Regions from separate parts of the Mus musculus genome. Here regions 1 and 3 are each linked to region 2. A link is a contact called in public promoter capture Hi-C data. All regions are on one chromosome and are shown on one strand. The core of a region is the stretch at or near the end of the contact, and the rest is flanking DNA. Distances in the headings are between cores, read along the strand shown. Region 1 holds the start of Cd3d (CD3 antigen, delta polypeptide). Region 2 holds the start of Tmem25 (transmembrane protein 25). Region 3 holds the start of Cd3e (CD3 antigen, epsilon polypeptide).

Region 1 (3,055 bases), core at 142-2,641, 180 kb before region 2:
TAGAGAATGTTCTAGAGAGGAATGAGGCCCTGCCCAAGGTCATACACAGTCCAGCCTTAAGCCTGACTTGTTGCTATTTTAAATAGCAGCATAGTAAAATACCCGTATCAGAAAAGAGCAGCTTGTAGACAACTTATACAGAGAACATTAATTGTGCTGAAATTCTCAAACCCTAGCTAGTTTCTGGGTTGAGCGGTTCCTGTCCCTCCTGTGCCCCTATAATTTTTACTGTCTTTGCCATGCTTGCTTAAGGAGAAAGGGCCACCAATATGTATCAAATCTGCTCCTGAGGCTCTAAGTACATCAAGTCTGGTGGGAGAGGTGAAAGGCTGTGGGCACAGTGAGCCTTCCCAGCCCAGAGGGCACTGCCATGCCTTATGTCTACAGCCAGCCTTCCCTGGAGTCTGTGTGTCTCTGAGCTTCATTACTTAGTTACTGATCTGAACAAAAGAGCACCCTCCAGAAAACTCCAAAATGGCTGCCCCTGCCTCTGAAGCAGGAACATATATGAGCATGCTGGAGAAGAGAGGTGTATGTAATTCTTCTCCTCTTAAAGTCCCGTCTTCTTTGGAGTTACGTCCAGTAGAAATCTCTGGTGGCCAGGACAGCTCTTAGAGTAACCATTTGACCCAGTTTTCCTGGGACGGCTGAGCTCTGAGATGTGAGCTTCGCAGTGTTATTTTGGAGTTTGTTTGGTTTGGGTTTTTTGCACTCCTTGAGTCCTACCCCCGTGTTATCTACCCAGCCTGCTTTTCTGTTTTAAAAGCAAACAAACTGAGAAAGAGTTGGCACTTAGGACTTACAGACTTTAATATAACATACCCTCTGCCTGTCCTTCCCATTCAGCTAAAGCTAACTTTTCTCTTAAAGATCGCTTCTAAATTCTGAGCCGAGCCGTGGCTCCGGGTGGTCACATGACCAAGAATCCTACTCCAAGAGGCCATTTGCCTTAGACGATGCAATGGGTATAACTTCATTACTAGTTTTAGGCCTAGGGACATACAATATGGAACCATTTCCTACAAATGTCTGGTCCAAGGAGTTTGGGGACACCATCACGACCAATGTGAGCCTTGACTAGAGCAGGTCAAAGCCGAATGCTTGTTTCCTATGCCCTAGCCTTGCCCTTTTATCTTCCCCAGCTTGGTAAACGAGATGCACTATCCAGTGGACTTCTCCCAGTGACAATGCCCCTCACGGGTCCATCCTCCACACAGCTGAAGAGGCCTCCCTTACCTTGGGGGAGAACAGCAATCAGTATCAGACTAGCCAGAATCCCGCTGTGTTCCATCTTCCAGAGGGAATCATGCAACAAATAGAGGCAAGCCACAGGATGATCAGCCAGGGTTAGCACTATCCTCCGCCAACAGACTCATGGGTATTCAGAAAAAGGAAGAGTGGGGGAGGAACTAGAAGAAATCTGCCTCTCTACCTTCTGCCTTTGATGGTGTAAGACTGTCAAAGCAACAGTGGGCTAGGTGTGGGGTAAAACACAAACAGGTGCAAACTGCTCTTTCTGAAGCAAAGATTTTGGGATGATTGATACAAAGCAGAGACTATGAGGAAAGTTTGTTCAGAATTCTAGGAAGTGTAAGGGAATTTAGAATAGCCTTTCCTGGTAACAAAAAACAAATAGCAATAGTCACTGGTAACAAACAAAGAAGATTTTGGGCTTCCTATGAACAATACAACTACATTTACTCACAAACAAGGAAGTGCCACCTCTTTAGATCCACTGAGAGAAACTATTACACAAGCCACATTAGCAGATCCTCTTGTTTCTGATCAGTCTCAGGACCCTTCACAGGACACTCTGGGACACCACATCAAGCTGCTTCTAGCCAGTGGGAAGATGGACTTGAGAAGCCCTCATCCAGACATCGGAATCCTAGGTCCAGCACATAGTACCCATGCATGGAGTGTCTCAGAGCTTGTCTCCCTCAGCATCACTCTAAGGATTGGGGGAGGAGTGTTTGCATCATGCCAGCCACATTAAGCCATCTCAGTATGAGAGTCTTCTTAACAATATAATCAATCCACTCATTTGTAGAATCGATCCTCCCCAGGAGACAATAGACTTTTCTACCATGTGCTGTGGGGATCTAACTTTCCACACTGCTATAATCAGAAGGTCATCTGTCTGGGGACAAAATTATCCTTTGTGCCTGGAATCACATAGGAATTCTGTGAATTTCTGTTATGCATTGACTGGCTAAAGGAGACAATAGCCTGAGACCCTGGAACTAGCCCAGGGTCATACACCAAGAAATAAGCTAGTTGTCCCGTTGGGATGTTCTCTTCTAGGTGGGTACCACTTAGATGTTCTCAAAAGAACAGTGTCAAAAATCTCTTAAGGAAGGTCTACTCTAAGATGCTTTTCCATTCAGAACTCCAGTCTCATACATGGAAAAGTTCTGCCTAAACCCATGAGTTCTGGGATCAAGTGACAAACAAGTCCAGACCTAGCCAGAAGAACAGGCAGGAACATTCATCACTGTCATCGAGAAAAAGGCTCAGTGGAGTCTTCAACCTATTGCGCATAGAGGTTCTAGTGGTAAAGGGGTTTCCAAGTGGGAATCTAGAACCTCATCCCCTGCCACCTGCTATCCTGCAAGCCTTAACAACAACAAAAGAGAAAACGAGATAAGTCAGAGCATCAACACCCCTGCTGGGGCCCCTGCTGCCCACACTCTACAGGAGAGGGCGGAGACACCTGGTATTGCCTCTACTCAGAGTCCCAGCTCAATGCATGCTGGGTGGAGCCAGGCCAGCTGCTGCACAGGCTGTCTGGGTGGCTGGGTGGCTGGGTGGCTAAGGGACTCTCAATACTTCTACTGGAGAAGCAAAGAGACTGACATGGAGCAGAGGAAGGGTCTGGCTGGCCTCTTCCTGGTGATCTCTCTTCTTCAAGGTAAGAGTTTACTTGAGTCTCTGACCACACTGGGAAGGCTCATGAGAAGAAGCTGTGAGCAGGGAGGCAGAGTTATTGGAATCCTTACCAACCTTGAGCTATCGTCACCTGTCATCTTAGAATTCAAAGAAGGAGAGGCAAAAG
Region 2 (2,934 bases), core at 246-2,745:
GACTAGGAGTTGGAGACCAGGCCATAGGTAAGACTAGCTGGTGGGGTGTTCCTAGAACCTAAACTGGAGAATTTGGACCTCATCCTAATGACAGGAGGCTTGTCTGCCATAGGTTGTTGTTGACAACCTACAGATGGAAAGCCTGGAGATGCAGAGGTAACTCCACTTGTAGAGGCTTGGATTCCTGCAGACTAGCTGTGAAGAGGGAAACTGAGCTGGTCCCAGAGCTGCTCAGTCTGCAGTCCCAACCTGGACCTCTGAGGGAAACTCAGCCTTTCTCCACGATGGTGCTGAGCAATGCAAGGGCCCTGGCAGCCTCTTTAGGAAACTGGAGACTATGAATAGAGGCAGGGTCCAAAGAAAGCAGCCCGTGGACCTAACAGAAACCCTAAGCTGGCTGCCTGAGGTTCCGGGATGAGTTCTGAAACTCAATCCAAGTACGTTCCTCTGAGAATCACGAAAATAAAACAGTGCAGCCAGCTCTGGCTCCACGACCTTCTTCCAATGAAATAAGATACAGAGTAATGAAGACCGTGGAGATAATGAAGGAGAAAAATGGGGAACGTGCCGCTTTCGTAGTCTGCATTGGAAAAGAGGAAACAGTTCTGTTAGCTAATGAGATTTCTTGAACTCTAGGGTTCAAAGTGGGCCACCAAACACACAGTAGGTGCTAGGCTCCACTTGTGTGAACTACGACTATTTGATAATTGATGGATTCACTAACACAGTGGCCAGATCCTCTAGAAAACATTCACGTTTGGGTGCATTAATGTTAGGACATACCAGGAACAAGGCCAAGGAGAGCCTTGGACTTTGATCTCAGCTCTGCCCGTGGGCGGCCCACAAGCCAATTGTAGCAACCCTTCATCTCGGGTTAGAAATAATCCCTCGTGGTTCAAAAGTCTGCTGCACGAAGGAGGGGATGGGCTGCTCTGCTCGGCAGGTGGGCGGGGGCTCGGTTGCCCACACCCGGCTGACCTGCGCCGCCCTCTCCCTGTCCGCCCGCAGGCGCCCTGGAGGACTTGGAGCGCGCGGTGACATTGAGCGGCGGCCGGGGTCGCGCCGCCCGCCAGAGCTTCGTGCAGAGCGGGCTACTGGCGAGATTTCAGGGCCGGGACGACGACGCCCGCAGGGACTTCGAGAAGGCTGCGCGACTGGGCAGCCCGTTCGCACGGCGCCAGCTAGTGCTGCTCAACCCGTACGCCGCGCTGTGCAACCGCATGCTGGCCGACATGATGGGGCAGCTGCGCGCGCCCAGCAACGGGCGCTGAGCGTGGCCGGCCGAATGATGGAGAGGGGGACCCTGACCCAACCAGGACCCAATAAAACTTCCGGGACTCTCGGACTGCGTCTGCTCTGTGTCCGCCTGCTTACTAACCAGCCTCACGGTGGAGGCCTTGGCGGGGGTAGGGAGGAGGCGGGACAGGGCGGGGCTGGAACGGCCACCTGCCCTTGCTCGGGCAGCGATTGGTCCTGCCTGGCGCGGGCCCCGCCCTTGCAGCGGACTGCGGTGCTCAGCCTTCTTGAGCAATTGCTGGGGCTCACTCTGGGAGGGAGCCAGGTGAGCTGACCCGAAAGCAGGATGCTCCAGCGACCCTCGGATCCGCGACGCTCTCTTGCTAGGCCCAAGTCCACCTGAGCAGCCGAGATTGGAAAAGCGGTGCATGGCGAGATATGGGAGGGAGAGCCAAGGCCAGCGAGGAGTGAACCGGGTCAAGAGAAGGACGATCGTTTGGGGGGGAAGGGGAAGGGCGCCTGTGCATGTCTGTCTGTCTGTCTGTCTGTCTGTGGTCATCTACTGTCAGTGCTGGCCTCTATGCCCGCACAGAGACGAAGTGTTGCCATAGGGTCTCTTCCTTTGGGTCTTGCTGATTGTGTCTATTTGTGCCGGTGTCTTGGCCACTGTGGGCCAGTCTACATCAGTGCATGGTAAATTATTGCAGGAATTGTTAGGCCTACATGGCTGGTACTCTTCTCTCAGCAGCCTGGAGGCCGGTCCCTGATCACCATGGAATTGCCTCTAAGCCAAGCTACCCTCCGGCACACACTGCTGCTCCTTCCTGCCCTCTTAAGTTCAGGTATACCCCAGTTCATCCTTTGGCCAAACCCTCCTTGCTTGCATCTCCTCTCACGATACCCACTCCAGTCTCCAGGGCTGGGTTCCCCTATCCCTACTTCCCTACCATAAGTCTATGCAGATCCTGGTCAGAGAAACCAGCTGCCCTGTCTCTTGGCCTGCTGCCTCTCTGTAACTGAACCTCACTGTGGTCTCTCCAAGTGCCTCCCAGCGGCTGCCTGCTGTGTTCCAGGTCAAGGGGAGCTGGCGCCGCAAATTGATGGTCAGACCTGGGCTGAGAGAGCGCTTAGGGAGAATGAGCACCATGCCTTCACCTGTCGGGTTGCAGGAGGTTCTGCCACTCCCCGATTAGCCTGGTACCTGGATGGACAGCTACAGGAGGCCACCACCTCCCGACTGCTGAGTGTGGGTGGGGACGCCTTCTCTGGAGGAACCAGCACTTTCACTGTTACTGCCCAGCGCTCCCAACATGAGCTTAACTGCTCCCTGCAGGACCCAGGGAGTGGCCGGCCAGCCAATGCCTCTGTCATCCTCAATGTGCAATGTAAGTATCCCTGAGACAGTCTTACTACATTGCCTAGGCTGGACTCAAACTTGCCAATCCCCTGCCTCGGCCTCTAGAGTGCTGAGATTACTCATACGCATGACACATTTAGCTTTAACAGGACATTCATAAACACGATATGAGAGAATTTCTATTTTCATCCCTATTTTACAAATGAGAAATTGAGGCACAAGTTAAGCAGCTGCCCAACATTTTGAGATTTAATTGCCCAACAATTAAGAAGTAGGTCCAGGATGCAAATTTAGACCTTTGTCTGGCTCTCTACTCTTTTTATTTTTATGCTTTGAGACTT
Region 3 (2,700 bases), core at 54-2,553, 210 kb before region 2:
GATAGCCGCTCCCCCCACCCCTCCTTCCCCTTCCCATCTGAGAAGAGGGAGGTCCCTCTGGGCACTGAGTCTGATACTATCCCTTATCTGGAGATGTGGGTGGGCAAAAAGAATGTAAGAGTAGAAACTAGGGAGAAGGGCTGTGAAGCACTGCCTTCTAGTAGCTGTGGCAGCCAGCAGTGGATCCACATGCAACTGGGCTTATCAACAGTCAATCATGCATTGGGGCGGGACTTCTGGGGCTCTAAGCCTTTCTACTGAACTATAGGTTATAGATGGATTCAGAAAGAAAGGCAGCCGTTTTCTTCAGTCCTGTACCCACTGAGGAGCTCTTCAGGCTCCTTCAGTAGTTAGTTCCAAATCCACTGTCACACAGCTAACTCTCGTTAAACCCAGTAGATATATCAAGAAGCGGAGCCAGAGAGATACCTCAACAGATAAAGTTGTTTGTGGTTAAAAACCTAAAGACCTGAATTGAAACCTGGGACTCACATGTTAGAGAGAATCCCTCAAGCTACCCTCGACTTCCACACATGCTGTGGCAAGTCTATGCCCACACATATACACATATAATAAATAGGTAAATAAATAACGTAAAACTTTTTTTTCGTAAAACTTTTTAATAAAAGACTTGTCGAGAAAGGGAGATTAATCATCAGAAAGTGTGTTACAATTGTATGAAATTATCAAAGAGCTAAGTCAATAAGCGTTTTTTACAAAGAAAAAGATTGTTGCTTATAACTCAGGAAGTACTTATGCTAGATTTTAAATAATAATGCTAAAAGCTACCCTAGTGGGTGCATGAGTAAAGCCCCTAGCATAGTGTCAGTACAAAGACAGGAGCTATGTGACTCTCTCATTGTCCAGCAACTGCCCAGCATGTGCAATCAAAGGCCAGGACGGCTACATGCTAAAAATCCTGTCTCAAAGAAAGAAAGAAAAGAAAAGCAAGCCCCTCGAAGATTATTAATGAGACGGCTCCACTCCATCCTGCTGCTCAGACCCAAGGGCACCATAACAGAAGGCAGATACTGAGTGCTTCAACGTCTTCCTGCCTCCGCTGGAGGGGTTATGCATAAGGAAGGCTCCCTCAGTGTGGAGGTGCTTTGCACAGGGCACAAGTAGGTGTTTTTCACAGCACTCTCGGGGGCTTGCTAGAGCCCCCCTTGTTCATCCTTATGGGAAGGCTGTGAGGCGCGGATTTCCTCAGTTAACCAAGGCGGAGGCTTCTGCCTCAAACATTTCCAAGTGACGTGGAGCAGGCGGGCCCTGAGTCCCCTCTACACTTCCTGTGTGGGGTTCAGACACCTGCCTCCCCTGTCTGCGTCTGGTGCCTTCTTCAGAAATGGTAAGTCTCTCCTTGTGAAGTGCCCCCCACTCTCCTTCATCCTACTATGGCAACCAATGATCCAGGGTCTTTGCATGCAGCCACTGTGTTGAAAACCTCATCTGTTTCTTTTTCAGAAGTAATGAGCTGGCTGCGTCCGCCATCTTGGTAGAGAGAGCATTCTGAGAGGATGCGGTGGAACACTTTCTGGGGCATCCTGTGCCTCAGCCTCCTAGCTGGTGAGTAGGGGAATGAAAGGGCGGTGCTTTCCCAGGCCATTGCAAGGTTCACAGTCTTGCCCAGTGCAGCTGGTGCCTCAGTGGCTAGAAGATTCAAGGAACTGTTGGCGATACCGTTAGGAAGTGGGGACAAGGGCTGGGGACTCAGGTGCGGGGAGACAGTTCAGGAGACATGCAAAGGAAATCAGTTGGGTTGATCTCATCAACTGAGAGAAGAGTTCTGTCTGTCGTGGAAAATAAGCCCATCTGACTGTAAACTTAGCAATGCTAAGAACTAACACAAGGAATGAGCAGAGATAGTGCCTCTCTTGGTTTGGGGGAGACGGGAGGGTTAGACTCAGGTTCATCCCAGCTTAGTATCTTTGAGACACTTTGTAATTTCCAGTCTTTTGGAAGTGGCCAAGAGATTCCTACTAGTTCATCCTTTTGGGGAAGTAAGGTAGGATAGAATTGGTAAATAATTGAGAGCACATAAACAACATGCATGCTCGTGCTCGTGCGCGCGCGCGCAAGCACACACACACACACACACACACACACACACACACACACACACACACGGCCCTTTGCTAAGTGCATGTGCCGCATGAAGAAACAAGGGTTAATCAGTTTGATTCTTGCTTCTTCCATGGAAGAAAAGTGGTACGGCTCCTGTCTTATGGATGAAGTTGTCATGCACGATTGACTAATCATTCATTGTTAAACAGCAATTCCGGCAGTTGATCTGGGAAGCCAGAGATGTCTGTCGACAGGGTCTGTGCTCAGGAGGGCTGCATGCACTTTGTGAGGCAAATGGCTCATGAGAGTTTTATGTCAAAGACCTAGAAAATTGCCACAGCCTGGCTCCCCTCTCAGAACCACAGCTGTGTGCCTCTACTTCCTGCTTCACTTTGGGTTTCTCAAACTTGACTGTGCACACACCTTCACAGGGGGTCCTGAGAGAGTTGGCTAGCTGCTTGTGAGACAGAGGTTCATGAGACAGTCTAAGTTGACTGGTCTTAAACACTGTGCCCTTCTGCCTTAGCCCTGTGAATGCTGGGATTCTAAGCTTGGGCTAGCAACTCCTTCAACATCCTGTATTTCTAACAAGCTTTGGGTTTATTTATATGGGACTGGTCCAAGGAACACACTTTG

Evidence for each region. Promoter capture Hi-C pulls out the DNA fragments that hold promoters and counts their contacts. Capture Hi-C pulls out chosen DNA fragments and counts their contacts.
Region 1: a promoter capture Hi-C map of pancreatic islet shows a contact between it and region 2. The contact joins the promoter of Cd3d here to the promoter of Tmem25 in region 2. A contact is called at or near these places in 3 of 39 promoter capture datasets (cranial neural crest, embryonic stem cells and neural stem cells), 1 of 484 Hi-C or Micro-C datasets (bone marrow-derived macrophages), 4 of 115 datasets of contacts at active chromatin or transcription factors (the SCID.adh cell line, bone marrow-derived macrophages, effector CD8 T cells and 1 more) and 4 of 9 other capture datasets (adipose tissue, liver, macrophages and 1 more).
Region 3: a promoter capture Hi-C map of embryonic stem cells shows a contact between it and region 2, with 3 times the contacts expected there. The contact joins the promoter of Cd3e here to the promoter of Tmem25 in region 2. A contact is called at or near these places in 5 of 39 promoter capture datasets (embryonic stem cells, liver and stem cell-derived epiblast-like cells) and 3 of 9 other capture datasets (adipose tissue, embryonic stem cells and liver).

The regions. Positions count from the first base shown.
Region 1 is chr9:44,980,122-44,983,176 of GRCm38.p6, reverse strand. Cd3d (CD3 antigen, delta polypeptide) reads right to left here and starts at 1,391. Exons shown (of 5, transcript NM_013487.3): 1 at 1,237-1,391. The coding sequence starts at 1,291. Cd3g (CD3 antigen, gamma polypeptide) reads left to right here and starts at 2,746. Exons shown (of 7, transcript NM_009850.2): 1 at 2,746-2,911. The coding sequence starts at 2,857.
Region 2 is chr9:44,797,808-44,800,741 of GRCm38.p6, reverse strand. It overlaps Tmem25 (transmembrane protein 25), which reads left to right and starts at 1,495. Exons shown (of 8, transcript NM_001357385.1): 1 at 1,495-2,078; 2 at 2,310-2,621. The coding sequence starts at 2,009. Ttc36 (tetratricopeptide repeat domain 36) reads left to right here. Exons shown (of 3, transcript NM_138951.1): 3 at 1,009-1,342. The coding sequence ends at 1,271.
Region 3 is chr9:45,008,214-45,010,913 of GRCm38.p6, reverse strand. Cd3e (CD3 antigen, epsilon polypeptide) reads left to right here and starts at 1,303. Exons shown (of 8, transcript NM_007648.5): 1 at 1,303-1,348; 2 at 1,465-1,566. The coding sequence starts at 1,518.